Regions from separate parts of the Mus musculus genome. Here region 2 is linked to region 1. Evidence: chromatin contacts called from public HiChIP or PLAC-seq data. All regions are on one chromosome and are shown on one strand. Each heading gives the region's core, a stretch centred on a gene start, on an enhancer-like site or on the middle of the called end of the contact. The rest is flanking DNA. Distances are from core to core; before and after follow the strand shown. Region 1 has its middle 52 kb from the start of Gm46320. Region 2 has its middle 11 kb from the start of Gm52000.

Region 1 (7,162 bases), core at 2,053-4,552:
GCTGATCAGACAGCAAACTATGAGGGCTGGGAGTTCAAGGGTAGGCACAGCATGTCTCTGAGGAGCTGTGAGTCTGCAGAGAAGTTAGACAGGAAAAGCCTGGGTCTCAAAGCAACAAAACAGCATGTGTGGTATAAAACAGTGACAGGGTTCTAAGAAACCTTAGAAAAGAGATCACCATCATCACCACCACCATCACCACAGCACCATCAGTGAAAGCCATTCCCATAGATACCACATCAGCATCATTATCATCATGACCACCACCACCGCCATCACCACCACAGCACCATCAATCATGACCAGTACTGCCCACTGCCACCATCATCAACAACCCATCACCATCACCTCTACCACTGTCCCCATCACAACCACCACTGTGGATGATCGCAACAGAGAACACAGCCAATAAGCAGACCTCCAGTTATAGCCAGCTGGTCCCCAAGGGCGAACGCCTGTGTTTAGGGGCATCCATCTGTTGCTCCTTGAATGGGGACTCTAAGATGTGCTAATCAGTCAGCCAGTCGGGAGGACACAGTAGAAGTTGAACTACTGGGATTGGCTATCACTGCAGTATCATTGAAATACCCTTGAAACCACAGTGCTAAAGAAGCCACCGCCCACATCCTCAAACCACGTGATCCAAGCAAGCATAGTATAGCTTCTTAAGAGAAAAAGCTTCTAAAGTAGCAATTTGATTCCCCTTCCTACTCTTTTGATAAATAAAATTAGACTGAGACATCCTTATTTCAGTTCTCAGGACCTTCATTGTTTTACCACAGGTGAAGTTGAATGCTCCACCACTGCCTGGGAGGAGGAGATGCCGATGAAGTGTCTCCTTCACTAATCAGAGGTCCTTCTATAAAGGCCCCTAGTTTTCACCAAAGCCACCAGTTGTCCTCATACTAATACCTTAGGATAGTTGTTCTCAGCTTGTGGGCCACAAACCCTTCAGGAGTCCCATGGCACCTGTCACAGGGGTCACCTAAGACCATCAGAAAACTGATATTTACATGGCAATTCATAACAGTAGCATGATTGCAATTATGAAGTAGCAATGAAAATGCTTTTAAGGTTTGCAGGTCACCACAGTGTGCGGAACTGTATGAAGGGGCCGCAGTGTCAGGACCCGCGGGGACCTGTTGCCTTAGAACACACTCTTCTGCCTTTCCCGTCGTCCAGGCAGCCTAGGGATTTGCTCTGAATTCTCTGTCTCAGTTTCACCACCAGACATCTAGCAAGACCCTCACATCTTCCTGGTCTTACGCTCCTCTGACTTCAGGGAGCTCTAGAGAGGTCTTCTTGTCCTCTCATCTTAGACTTTCACCACCCAATACCGGCCAACTACCCTTGTGATGGTTGACCACTGGTTTGCAGAGTCCTGCCCTCACCCTGCTGGAAGGGAACGGAACGGTGGACACAGCAAGGAGACATCTCATTCCTGCCCCTGAAGCTGACTGGCAGCTGGGTCTCTCCAGCAGGTAGTAAACCGTCTCCCTAGAACTGACATCTGGAAGTAGGGTAGATAAATGGCTTTCTCTGGGGTACCTATTTATCTGATTGAAGCAAAGCAGGGTTGGCTACAGGATTTGGCTCTGTGTTGTGAGATAGCGGCGGCCTTTGATGGGAAGTAAAAGCCACATCAATTGGCTCTTTTGACTGCATCTGAATACTTAGGCTTAATATTCATACCTTAAAGTTTGTAGACTGGACAGAGCATCGCCGCAGGCTTCAGAAGAGTTTTCTTTTTAATATAAAATGAAGACTATTTTATTTCCTAGTGAACAGGTGAGCGTGTGATGTGGTATGCACACACTGGTAAGAAGGAGTCATGGAGAGCACACATCTAGAATTTTCCAGAAGCCATAAAGTTTGGCTCAGTTCCTAATGTAGAGGACAGAGGCATGGATCAGGAAGCAAGGAAGGGCCCAATGAAATCTTTAGACTCTTTAGAATCAGAAGGAAGAGAAGTTGTATGGTGGCCAAATGATATTAAACATCTAATATCCTGTCTGAGTGCTAAAGTAGACTGAGCAGGATCCCAGATTTTCATGGCTCCATCCCCAGAAACTCAGGAGTTTGTGGCTCAGAGAAGGCTTTGGATGGCATACTGAGTGTCTCTGAAACCCCATCCTGTCTCCCCTCACCTGGCTATGGAGGGCGAAGCTGAAGAGCAGCCTGGTCCCCTGCATGCCTGTGCCTTGGAGATGAAATCCCAGGAGCCCACCCGGGAAATCTTCTGTCACTTGTCACGGCTGCCAAATGTCTTCTACATTAGGAGGCCAGAGAGGTTGGATCAGCCTGCAAATGGGCTGGTATTTTCCAAGAGGAACACAATTACCCCCGGAACTCACAGGAGTGGGGGAGCAAAGACAGGCAACACCCAGCTTCCTACGCAAGGGGCATTTCTGGGTTGTAGCGGTAACATAAGGACATTTGGCTTGCGCCCATTCCTATAGAGATCTGTCCTCAGAGGACTGCTGGCCAAAGCCCAGTCCTTCCTCCCAAGCTCTCAGCAGTAGGTAGCACTGCCTGACTCTACAATGAGCCTGAAGAAGCCACACCCACAGGAAAGCCAGATGCCTGGCACCGGGAAAAGTTGAGGAAGTTTAGAGAAAACAAACATGGGAAATGGAGATGATGACCTTTGATAGGATGCAAAGGGTCTTGGGTCTCTATGGGCAGCAGTCATAAGTGTGAAAGCATGCCATCGCTGACGCCATTAGCCTCTTGCTTCTCTCCTGTCGCTGTGATAAAAAGTTCAGCTAAGAACATCTTAAGAAAGAAGCTTTATTCTAGCATGTGGCTCCCAGTCAGAGTCCATCATTGAAGGTAAGTTGAGGCAGCAGAAGTTTGACACCAGTGGGCAGAGAAACACAGAAGCAAAGAAGGATTGAATGCACTCACGGCTGCACTCAGCTGACTCTAGACTTCTCACACATTCGGAGACTCAAACGGAGGGATTGGTGGCACCCATTTCAGGCTTGGTCTCCTCACCTCAGTTAAGACAGTTGAGACAAATCTCCACAGGTGTGCCCACAGACCAACCGGCTCTTGAGAACCCCTCTCTGAGACTCTTCCCAGGAAACTATAAACTTTGTCACATTGACAATTGTCACTAACCACTGCCAGGAGACTGGAAGAGACAGCACATCCATCATGAAGAGTCGCATTAGCTGACTTTCAGGAGACTCTGTGACTGCAGCTGTTAAAGAGGGAAGTCCTGCCTCACAGAGAGGCATGAGGTGTGAGCTCAGAGGTGGGGGGTCAAAGGCACAGGGCAAAGGAACAGAAAGTGCCGTGTCTCCGGCTGTCACCAGTGAGCAAACCCACGTGTGGCCATGTGGGCACAGGACATCTGTAGAGAGCAATGAGTGACTGAGAGATCCTTGGCTGAAAGACAAGAAGCGCTATATTAAGTGAGGTAACCCAGGCTCGGAACGACACCAATGTTCGCTTTTCAATTTCTAGATGTGCATGCCGATGTGGGAGTGCAGGAAGCTGGATGCCAGGAAAACAGAAAAGGGCCCTTGAGAGGAGGGGGAAATGACTTTCAGCCAAAACTACCCTATATTTAAATCTCTGTAAAAGTTATGTACTCTGTATTTAAAACCTAAAAACGTCATGTTGATTGGATTAGCATCTGAACATTTATGAGGAATCTTACACTCCTGCTTGTGCTTGCTTGCAGGCATATCTTCTCTTCTAATTAGGGATGATACTGAAAATGTTGTGCTTCTCTGCATTTTTGGTTCTGTTTCCTGTTTCTATACATTTATTTATGCACAGCGACTTTCATTTTTACTTTGGTATCTTCTGTCTTTCATTAGTTCTTACTATGTGACATTAAGTCTTCTAATAAAGAATAATTCATTTTTAAAAGATTAACCATTTTAGGAAAGACAAGAAGATCCAAGGACAAGAGCCAACTATAAAGTTTATAGCGGGTGTATATGTATATCTTGTCAATCAATCTCTCAAGCCATCGATGCTGACTGTGTGTGTGTGTGTGTGTGTGTATACAAGTGTGTGTGAGTATGTGTGTGTCCTTGTGTGTGTGTGTGAGTGTGTGTGAGTGTGTGTGTGTGTCCTTGTGTGAGTGTGTGTGTGTCCTTGTGTGTGTGTCCTTGTGTGCTTCTGTCACTAGACCCCATCCACAAGTTTCAGTTCAGAGAGAATACAGCTAAGAGAGTGTGTGAAGAAGGTTGAGAGGAATACCAGGCCACGCTCTTTGACACCAGGGCTGCTAGGACTGAACTGAGTTCCCCCAAATTCTTGTACTGAGGTCCTTCCTGCTCCCTGCATGCACTGTATCTTTGTAAGGAGATAACTCGGGTTAAATGATTGTGAACGGAGAGTCCAGAGCCCATAGAATCAATATCTTTTCCTTTTAACCGATGTCAGAGATCAACCTTTGTCTTTCCGTGGTGACAGCATGCACAGAGAAGCCCACAAGCCAGGAAGAGGACTTGACCAGAAACCACACTGCAGTTCTGTGATCTGCCTGTGGATGTGTAAATAGCCAGAGTCTATCCATGACGGACTCCTCCATGCCCACTCCCAGACCACGGCCCTTATGATAGCTCTGAGGTAATTAAAACAGGGGGAAGAAGGAAGTCAGGGCCCAGGAAGCTATAGATAACTGAAGGAATTATGGCAACAAATAAAAGGATTATGGGAAGGGTGTGGGGCCAAAAGAGCAGCAGTGATGACCTCAGACAGACGAAATCTGCTCAATGGGTCATCTGGGAAGACATGGTGCACACAGAGAACTCTGGGAACATCTGGTGCAATATATCCCATTACTCTGTGTATTTCATCAGGAAGCCAGTGTATGCCTACCCAGAGTCACTGAACAAGCCAAGCCCCCTTCCTGAAGCATCTGGCTAATATCCTGTCTCCCATCCTCAGTGGTTGATGGCTCTCAGGTAGTCTCTAGGGCAGCCTTACTGGTTGTGTCAATACATCTTGTCTGTGATGCCGTTTGGGTATCTTTTTCTACAGCCATTCTAGGTGTTGATTCTGTGAGGGACCCATGCTTTCTTAGGAGGGGTTCTTTACTCTTGGTATGTATGTGGAATAACACTAGAGGATCATGGGTGCTGATCGCATCAGCGCCAAGTTTCAGACTTCTTGTCTCAAGTCTTCAAGTTCCTCAAATTCCTCCAGGAATTAAGCTGCGTTTACTTCACCTTCAAATCACCAGATACTGTGTGTGACCTGTCACAGAGAAATAGTTATTGACATTTATAGCATGGTCAAGGAAGTAAAAGAAAGTGAGCAGGAAAAAAAAGGGACCAGGAAGGAAAAAGGGACCAGGAAGCTTAAACCAGGCTCTTCACCTTCTGGAATCATTCTCTGGAATAACAAGAAACAAAACCCAAAAAGATTGGGTTAAAATTATGAAATTATGTCTGTATTGTGTGCTGTGTGTGTGTGTGTGTGTGTGTGTGTGTGTGTGTGTGTGTGTGTGTGAAAGAAAGTTATCTTGCCTTTAGTTTATGTGTGTTTTCATGTTATGAAGAGTTATGAAGATTCTACTGATGGATTACTTCCTGATTTTTTTTTCAACACCGTATCTACTCAGAATTTCCTCCTTACTATAACTTATAATTTCAAACAGGAAGGTGAGATGGTTAAGTAAAAAATAAATACCATAATTCGAGGTAGGCTGAGACTGTGAGATGGCTCAAAGATGCTGGCTACACAAGCATGAAGACCTTGACCTCTGGACCCATGGTAGAAGGAGACAACGAACTCCAACCACTTATCCTCACATCTCCACACATGCACTGTGAACACACGGACCCTCAAGCACACACGGAGACATACTCATGATAAATAATATAAAAAATAAGCAGGAGGATGGAGAGATGTAGATTGGACTGGCTGAGTGGCCTGGACCATCTTACTGACCTTTTAGCTCACTTCCCATCTATAGAATGAGTCCTTCGATCTTCTCAGAAACATTTGCTGTAAAAATATTTTACAAATGCCAAGAGGACCTTCCAGCAGGATGATGGCAGCATCTAATCCCTGAAGTTAATGATTGGTGGGTTGAATAGGTTTGGCTCCCATAGGGAGTGGTATTATTAGGAGTTGCGACCTTATTGGAGTAGGTGTGGCCTTGTGGAAGGAAGTGTGTCACTGTGGGGGAGGGCTTCAGGTTTCCTAGTGTTTAATCAGCCCCTATTTGTGGGAATAGCTGCCTGCTGGCTGCCTGTGGAAGACAGTCTCCTTCTGGTTGCCTTCAGATCCAGATGTAGAACTCTCAGCTCCTTCTCCAGCACTATATCTGCCTGCGTGCTGCCATGCTTCCCACTATAATGATAATGAACTAAACTTCTGAAACTGTAAGTCAGTTCCAATTAAATGTTTGCCTTTCTAAGTGTAGCCTTTATCATGGTGTCTCTTCGCGTCGATGAAACCCTAACTAAAACAGAAGTTCGTATTGCTGTGATAGACCTGACCATGATTTTGTTTGGAGGAATGTGGATTTTGGAACTTCGGATTAGTACAGCAGTGGAATGCTTTAAGTTGAAATTAATAGGTCATACGTGTAGGAACATGGAAGACAATTGTACCGAGGGTGATTTGAACTGTGGGGACCTGGCTCAAGAGATTTCAGAGGAGAAGTATTTTAGCTTGTTGCCTGGAGATTGTTCTTGTGATATTTTGGTGAAAAATGTTGCTGCTTCTTGGCCTTGGAGCTTGCCTGAGTCAAAAAAAAAAAAAAAAAAAAAAAAAAGGAGAGAGAGAGAGAGATTTAAATGATTTAAATTAATTATATTAACAAAGGAAATCTCAAAAACAAAAGTCTAACTCAGACCTTGTCCTGTTGTTCACTCTCATAAGACTGTTTTGATAACGTCTAGCAAGCTTAGTAAGGAAAACTACAAAATATACGGCTCAAGCATTAAAGGAGCACCAGGAAGTGGAATGGAGCTGAATTCTGTGTTCAAGACTATTAAATGAATTAAGGGAGTGGTGACCTTGGGGACCTTGGGGCAAGATCCCAGACAGTTAAGTTTCTTACCTCTGTGATTGAACAGGGGATACTTGCATCGTGTTAGGCATTGTTTTGCCCTGGTTGCTGTTTTCATTTGGACACAAGGATATATGATTGTACGTCAAATTGACAAGGGAGGGAATTGTGATGGCT
Region 2 (7,162 bases), core at 1,725-4,224, 220 kb before region 1:
GGTAGCTCCCTCCAAAATTTTAGCTCCTGGACTCCCTGGTCACAGGCATCTATCCTGACCTCCCTAAATGTCACCTATTGACTCAGAGAAATACTCATCTGGCTGAGTCTTTGTGAGGCCAGAGATGCATGTTCACCAGGCTTATGGTCTCTGACAATGGTTGCTTCCCTTCGCCTCATGCATAATTGCATTGGTGAGCTAGCTACACCGTGCTTAGAACCTTCTAGACTGTTGTGGGTACATGTCACTCAGACTTTATTCAGCTTGTGTATGTGTGTACATGCCACCTGTGAGCATGTGCACAGAGAGACCAGAAAAGGAACTCTGAGCCACTGGAGCTTCAGTTACAGACAGTTTATATCAGTTACAGAAGCACTGATGTTGGTGGGGGGGTGGGCTACAAACTCAGGCTCCTTGGAAGAGCAGCAAACATTCTTAATCAGTGAGCTATCTTACTTTTATCACATTTTTATTATAGACTTATCTTTGATCCTCACAATCCCATGCTTAGGGCCAAATCCAACCTACAGGATCAGATAAATTCATCTTGAAGGGTTCTCATTGCTGTATTTATTCTGAGTAATGTTTGGAAGCATCAAGAATTCTGGGTACCAGGCAACCATTTAAAATAATATACAGCAACTCTATAACAGAAGAGCTCATAGCTATGAAATATCACACCTTAGAAGACTATTGGTTAGGGAAATGAACACTCACAAAAACAGGCTACAATATAGCTAGCAAACACTATATAATTTCAATTTCTTAAAAAGAAAAAAAAAAAACTCATGTTCCTGTCAGCAGCTAGAGATGCACCAAAATGTAGTCATGATTATTTCTGAGGAATCAAAACATACTTTGTTTCAGAATTCACATTCCCATCTTTGCTTTTCAAATTTTGCTCATGAATATATTTTTTCTATTAACTCTCAGAAAAGAGATAATAAATACTGTCGAAAACATGCTAAAATGTAAAAGGAACAAACAAGTTGGCAAATAATGCCTGAAACATAAAGACAAGATATTAATATCCTTAATCTAGAAAGAGAACTTATAAATTAATGAAAAAAATAATTCCAATATGTTCCCAGGTAAAGACAACAAACAGAAAACACATTCATAACAAAACTCCACAGCCCAAAAGGATGTTCAAGTAGATAATAAGTGTGAAGAATATTTATTTCAGTGACTAAGCCAAGAAGAACAGCAGAACAAAGATCAGATGGATTCGGTGCACAATGCAGCAAGCTCAGAGGTGCACCCGAGTACAGCCTCATCCTACCCAGCGTCTCTTTATCTTTTCTCTCTTTCTGATGTCATTTTCTTCTGTAATGTAAACACTGCAAATTTGCCCAACTCAAGTAAATAGCATCTCACTCATGATCATGTAAGCAAGTCATTAAACTCAGGAGTACACGCACACACACACACACACACACACACATACACACACACACAATGCATGCACCCATGTACATGCGTGCTCGTGTGCACATGCACACACAGGTACACTTACACTCCTTCCCAAAAAGTCTTGAGAGGAGGAGAGGAAGTTGTTTCAGTGCAGGTAGGAAAGTCTGTAAGTGTCAGGAAGGGAGTAGAAATGACAAAAATTCATTATATATTCATATGAAACTGTCAAAGAATAAAAATATAAGGTAGTCTCTCTTGCATTGTTACGCTGTCAATTTTGAATGACATTAGTCGATATTGCTGAGGACAAATGACTCAGTTCTTGGTGCCAAGGCGTTGAGAGTCTATATTTGCTTATCCTTTTTTTTAGAAAGTCACCCATAGTCCTCCTGACTCACAATGTCACCAAACCCAACATGGTCCTAATAACTTCCTTTGTAAATGTGTGTCCTAAGCAACTGGGTACTTGAAAATGATGAGGGGAGGTCTTCGACTTTCCAGTTCTTTAATGGGGTTTGTGAAGACAGTTTGGTTTCTGTGATGCTGTCACAAAACATTGACCAAAAGTAACTTTGGGAGAAAAGGCTTTATTACAGCACCCCCAGACCTCGCAAGCCAGAGCTTGTAGCCCTGAGACCCAGTGCTCTTGGGTTCTCAGCACTGCCTGGTGAGCTCATACATAGACAAGACTGAGGACAGCTATACTCTCACAAGCACTAGGCTTTTCAAGAGAATGTTTCTGTTGCAAAGAAGGAATCTACCGTAAAGACACCCTTTATCTTTTCACATTGATTACCCAGCACTTCATTTCATTATTGTGATTGGCTGTCAGACAAAGACACACGTTATGCAGAGTTAAGGAATGAACCTGGACATCCCAGAGATTCTGAGCCCTTGCAGTGTGAAGGACATGAATCACCGAATGGCCTCGACGTTTGTTGCGGTGATAATGAAGTGGGAGATGCAACCCTCAGTGCTGAGCTCAGAGGCTGTCCATGTGATGTTCTTCATTGAGGACCCAGGGGTTCCCAATGAGGCGTGGGAAATTGTGCCTGCCAGGGGATATCTTCATTGCTCTTTCATATCTTACAGTGCATAGCTCAGGTCCCCACAGCAAAGAGGAATACCACCATAAGGCCAGTCAAGGCGAGACTGAGCCTCAATTTTATTGTGAGCTGTGACACTGTAATGGACATGAATACCCTCTTCTTTCCCAATGTGTTTAATTTAGCCCTTGTAGAGACTAGAGAAATGTAAAGGTGACCTCAGGTCCCCTCCCTGTCTCCACTCAGGACAATGGGTCAGCCATACATCAGTCAAGACAGTCCTCCCAGGCAAAGCTTGACAATATGGTAAAGAGGCTGTCATGCAACAAAGTTCTTTCCTGTACCCCGAAAGCAACAAAGACCTCCTGAAAAGCCAGTCCAGGCCAAACCACTTCTACCTGGCTTTCTGTTATTATCTGCCAATATCAGCTCATGTTCAACTGTAGAGAGGTGAGTCCAACCACAACCAAGGCCTAACTGCATTGTAGAAGCCTCTGCCCCAGCTGCCATGCCTTGTGGGTGCCGTGAGAACCCCGTAGAAGCCACAGGCTGGGAGACACCACCATTTATCTCTTCCTCCCATCACCAAGCCTGTTGGGTTGCTCTCCTTCAAAGTAGGCCAAATTGCCCTGGTAAATAAGGATAAAGACCCAGAAAGCAGCAGGCAAGCAAACACAGTTAGTTCATCTGGTCTAGACAGATAGAGGTCTGACATGCCAGCACTGCCCTAGAACCCCAAAGACTGGGGCCATCCTCACAGCTGGCACTGGGCTTGCAAAGCATTGGGGAGAATCAGAGGCATGGCATTGAAGAGGTTGTTAGAGACTGCAGGGCCACATGGAACATTCTAGAAGGTTCTGAGATCTCTTCTGCCTTTTTCCTGAACCTTCTTATTAGAGAGGGATATAAAGAAGACTTTGATGCATCCTACATCATCTGAGAGCTATCACAGACAAGACTGCTCAACCGCACTCAATAAAATGTGGCCATGCTTGTGTATACAGGGTCCATTGCAATGGAGTTTTCCACCAGAGAGAGTGTTAGAGCTTCACTCTAATTATGACTCTAAGACCTGGGAAGTGATGTCAAGGTGGAAGGGTCAATGGTGGAAAATTACCAAGAGACACCCAGTAAGGGGATCGGAGGCTCTGGCTAAAATGGTGGCAGACCAGGGTGAGAGACATTCTTAAGTCTGGTGGGACACAAGGAGAGACCCAGGTGGTAGAGTGATTTCACAGGGAAGACAGAAGGTACTCTTCACTGGACTCTTGCCTGGCACTGCACAGAGGGCCTAAGGGAATGCAGGAAGCCCAACTCAAGTCCGGCCAAGTAGAGATTCCAAGATGTGGTCTCACCACAAAGGCCGGTTGCAACTCATTCCTTAAAGTTTCCATGAAGACTCAGAGACCAAAACGAAGGCTGAGAGCTCCTCTCTGTTCTGCTTTGCTCACAGATAGCTCCACCTGGCAACTGGACACACCCTTAGGAAGCCAGAGGGACTTGAAGATGAACTCAAAACAATAACTTTGCAGTCTCCCCCAAATGCAGGTGATTCTTGTGTTTTCCCTCTGGTTGAAATTACATCCCTTCCCTACAGCACTGGGAGGAGCACACCATGGGGCTCTTTTGACACCTATACCTCACTCACCAGGTTCTTCTGGGATCCTGTCAAGCCTTTTATTTGTATGATCCCTGAAAGCTCCTGATTTCCAGCATCCTCCCCATGCCTATCTCTGCAGCATATCTGAGCACCCTAACAGTGGGCAACATTCACAGTTTATTCAGCTACCCCAACCCTAGGGCCAAAAATTGTAGAAGAAAACAGAGGTACCATCTGGCATCTCTAGCCCTCATCATTACCTAGATCCAAGGACCTATCTCCTCAGAGTCCCAAACCATCAAGCAGGCATTTGTGAGTAGGGTGGGGCTGTCCATATCACCCTGTATAATTGTACTACATATGCATGTAACACTTGATACCCGGATAGGATGAAGATTGTATGCAGGAGTAAGGTGGGGAATTTATGGCTCCACAGAGCCCATTCCACCCTGAGGACACTGTCTGGCTCGTGTGCACTCCAGCCCTGCACTCATCTGTGTTTTCTTCTCTGCAGAGATCACCTCCTCCCTCACTGATCACCCGCTTTCCCCCATGGCTCACAGTGCCCATGAGATGTCATTGTCTGGCTTGATTCTCCGTCATTGCCCCACCTCACTGTTGTTCATCTGAACATGTGCACCATTAGAGACTGTTCACCAGATTAAAAGCCAAATAAATCTATGGTGTCTCGAGGTAGCTCAATTGTCTGAATGCTTGTTACATAAGCATGAGAACCTGAGTTCAGATCCACAGAACCCAGGTAAATGGTCTCAAGTGAGGCAGAGAGAGAGAGAGAGAGAGAGAGAGAGAGAGAGAGAGAGAGAGAGAGAGAGAGAGAGAGAGATCCAAGGGCTTTACTCATAACCAGTCTAAGTGAAATGTGAAGTTCCAGGTTCAGTGTGAGAGCCTGTCTCAAAAAATAAAGCGGAGAGATACAGAGGAAAATATGTGATATAAACCTCTGGCCACTAGATGTGCATGCATGGGTGAGCACCGTCACATATACACATGCACCCCCAAATACACACACACACACACACACACACACAGAGTTATGCACACACACACACACACACACACATACACGAGTTATGGTTTGTATATGCTTGGCCTAGGGAGTGGCACTATTAGGTGTAGCCTTGTTGCAGTAGGTGTGTCACTGTGGGCATGGGCTTTAAGACCCTCATCCTAGCTGCCTAGAAGCCAGTATTCTGCTAGCAGCCTTCAAATGAAGCTGTAGAATTCTCAGCTCCTCCTATACATACTTACCTGGATGCTGCCATGCTCCCACCTTGATGATACTGGACTGAAACTTTGAACCTGTAAGCGAGCCCCAATTAAATATTGTCTTTATAAGACTTGTCTTGGCCATGGTGTCTGTTCACAGCAGTAAACACACACACACACACACACACACACACACATGCACGACGCACGCATGCACACACGCACACGTACATGTACACACACACACACACCACTGGCCAAGCAATGGAGCTGCAGAGTAGGGAACTCAGAGAGGAGTTCTGGGCTCAGCTCTGTTGCTTGCCAGGTCTGTAGCTTTCGTGCAAGTATTAACAGAGATACTCCACAATGGCTCTGGCTCACACAGGTCCTATCGGTGACCAGAGTCATCACTGTTGAGAGCCTCCATATGCATGATGGGAGATACAGCAGAGTAAAGAATTCAACATAATTACCAAACGCAAGCATAATAATAATCCAGGCGTGGTGATGATGCCCTACCGTAGCAAGTTCATGGCCACCCTGAGCTGCCTGTGTTCCTGTCTCAGTAAACGAAACAAAGAGTTTGGAACAAGCCCAGAGATGGTGGCACATGCCAGTAGTTCCAACACTTTGAAGGAGAAGGTAGAAGGCTCAGGCATTTAGGGTCATCCTCACCCACTTAGAGAGCCTGAGGTCAGGTCAGCCTTTTACATAAGATCCTGTCTCAAACAAGAATGAAAAGAGATTTTCCTTGAGGACCACATATGGAATATGGGAAGACAGGGCCCTGTGTAGTGTCCTCTGTGCTTCAAACTGTGCTACTTGGGATCTGTTGTTCTTATGCGACAGATGCATTTGACTCCGGTGGCTGAGTCATGAAGACTTGGTATGCAGGCAACACTCATTATTTCAGCTGGTTGGTGCTGTTGGTAGACATGGAAGCACCAAGATCCCATGAGACTTGAGGACTAGGTGTCCTTAGAAGTCCTGGCCTCTGATTCTGCTGGGATCATTTAAACTTAGACTAGAATTCGTCTTTACCAAACCTTTCCCTTTCATTCTACAGCTACATGGAAAAAGACCGTGTCTGATTCTTTTCCGCTTTGGCTCAACTCCCTGAGTACACTCTTGCTGTCTGCTTTAACTCTAGGGCCTCGTCTCCTTCTGGGTTCATGGTTCTTAGCCCCCTGTGCCTGGTGACCTTTCCTGGCTTGCAACATGAGCTGAGTTGTCTTCTGTATTCTCTCATTACTTGATGCTTCTGTTTGTGCAAGGAACATGGCAAGAGTGGCCTGGGTGTGTGTGTCTGCACAGACGTGAGTCTCCTGACATCTCTAGCATCAGAAGAAAAGACAAAGACCCAGAGGCTAATGCCCGAAGAGGCTAATCTCCATGTCAAACATTCCTCATTGAATGCACACTGGCTGACACAAAAACTGTGGTTAAAGATGCTAAGAGAACTGTACTAGAGGGAGATAAAGAGAATATTAAAGTGCTATGGCTGAGTTGTGGTCCAACACAGCCCTGGGCAAGGGATACACACATCAGTCCCTCCAAGGACTCTGAAGCTGTGTTTAGTCCTTTGTAGATAGGAAAACTGATGCCCAAAGAACTTAGCAGCCCAGAACAAAGTCACAAAATAGTGTTGCAAGAGTTGCGGATTCAGACCTGTCTTGTTTCCTGTATTGTCTACTCGTGCATTTTATAGGCATGAACCATGTTCTGTAGGTCCCACCCGTGGGATATCATGGGACCAACACACCTGTGCTGTGATGGACTTGCAACCTACCTGGACATAAGCAGAGGACCACAAGAATGGGACATTATAAAAGACAAATAACCCAAGAAGGACAGCCAGTGTTAGCACCATAGACCA

The links. HiChIP or PLAC-seq counts read pairs in DNA pulled down with a chosen protein or histone mark.
Region 2: an H3K27ac HiChIP or PLAC-seq map of T-cell acute lymphoblastic leukemia shows a contact between it and region 1, with 2.5 times the contacts expected there. The contact joins two enhancer-like sites. A contact is called at or near these places in 1 of 484 Hi-C or Micro-C datasets (nephron progenitors) and 2 of 115 datasets of contacts at active chromatin or transcription factors (the SCID.adh cell line and T-cell acute lymphoblastic leukemia).

The regions. Positions count from the first base shown.
Region 1 is chr12:106,579,266-106,586,427 of GRCm38.p6, reverse strand. No RefSeq gene overlaps it. Among named protein-coding and RNA genes, the nearest start is that of Gm46320, 52 kb to the left of the region's middle. Within about 2 kb of position 3,302, at least 9 of the 459 cell types and tissues checked have an H3K27ac peak or open chromatin away from gene starts, as enhancers often do. A contact at or near this core is called in the SCID.adh cell line and T-cell acute lymphoblastic leukemia, where this site is marked.
Region 2 is chr12:106,798,258-106,805,419 of GRCm38.p6, reverse strand. No RefSeq gene overlaps it. Among named protein-coding and RNA genes, the nearest start is that of Gm52000, 11 kb to the left of the region's middle. Within about 2 kb of position 2,974, at least 8 of the 459 cell types and tissues checked have an H3K27ac peak or open chromatin away from gene starts, as enhancers often do. A contact at or near this core is called in the SCID.adh cell line and T-cell acute lymphoblastic leukemia, where this site is marked.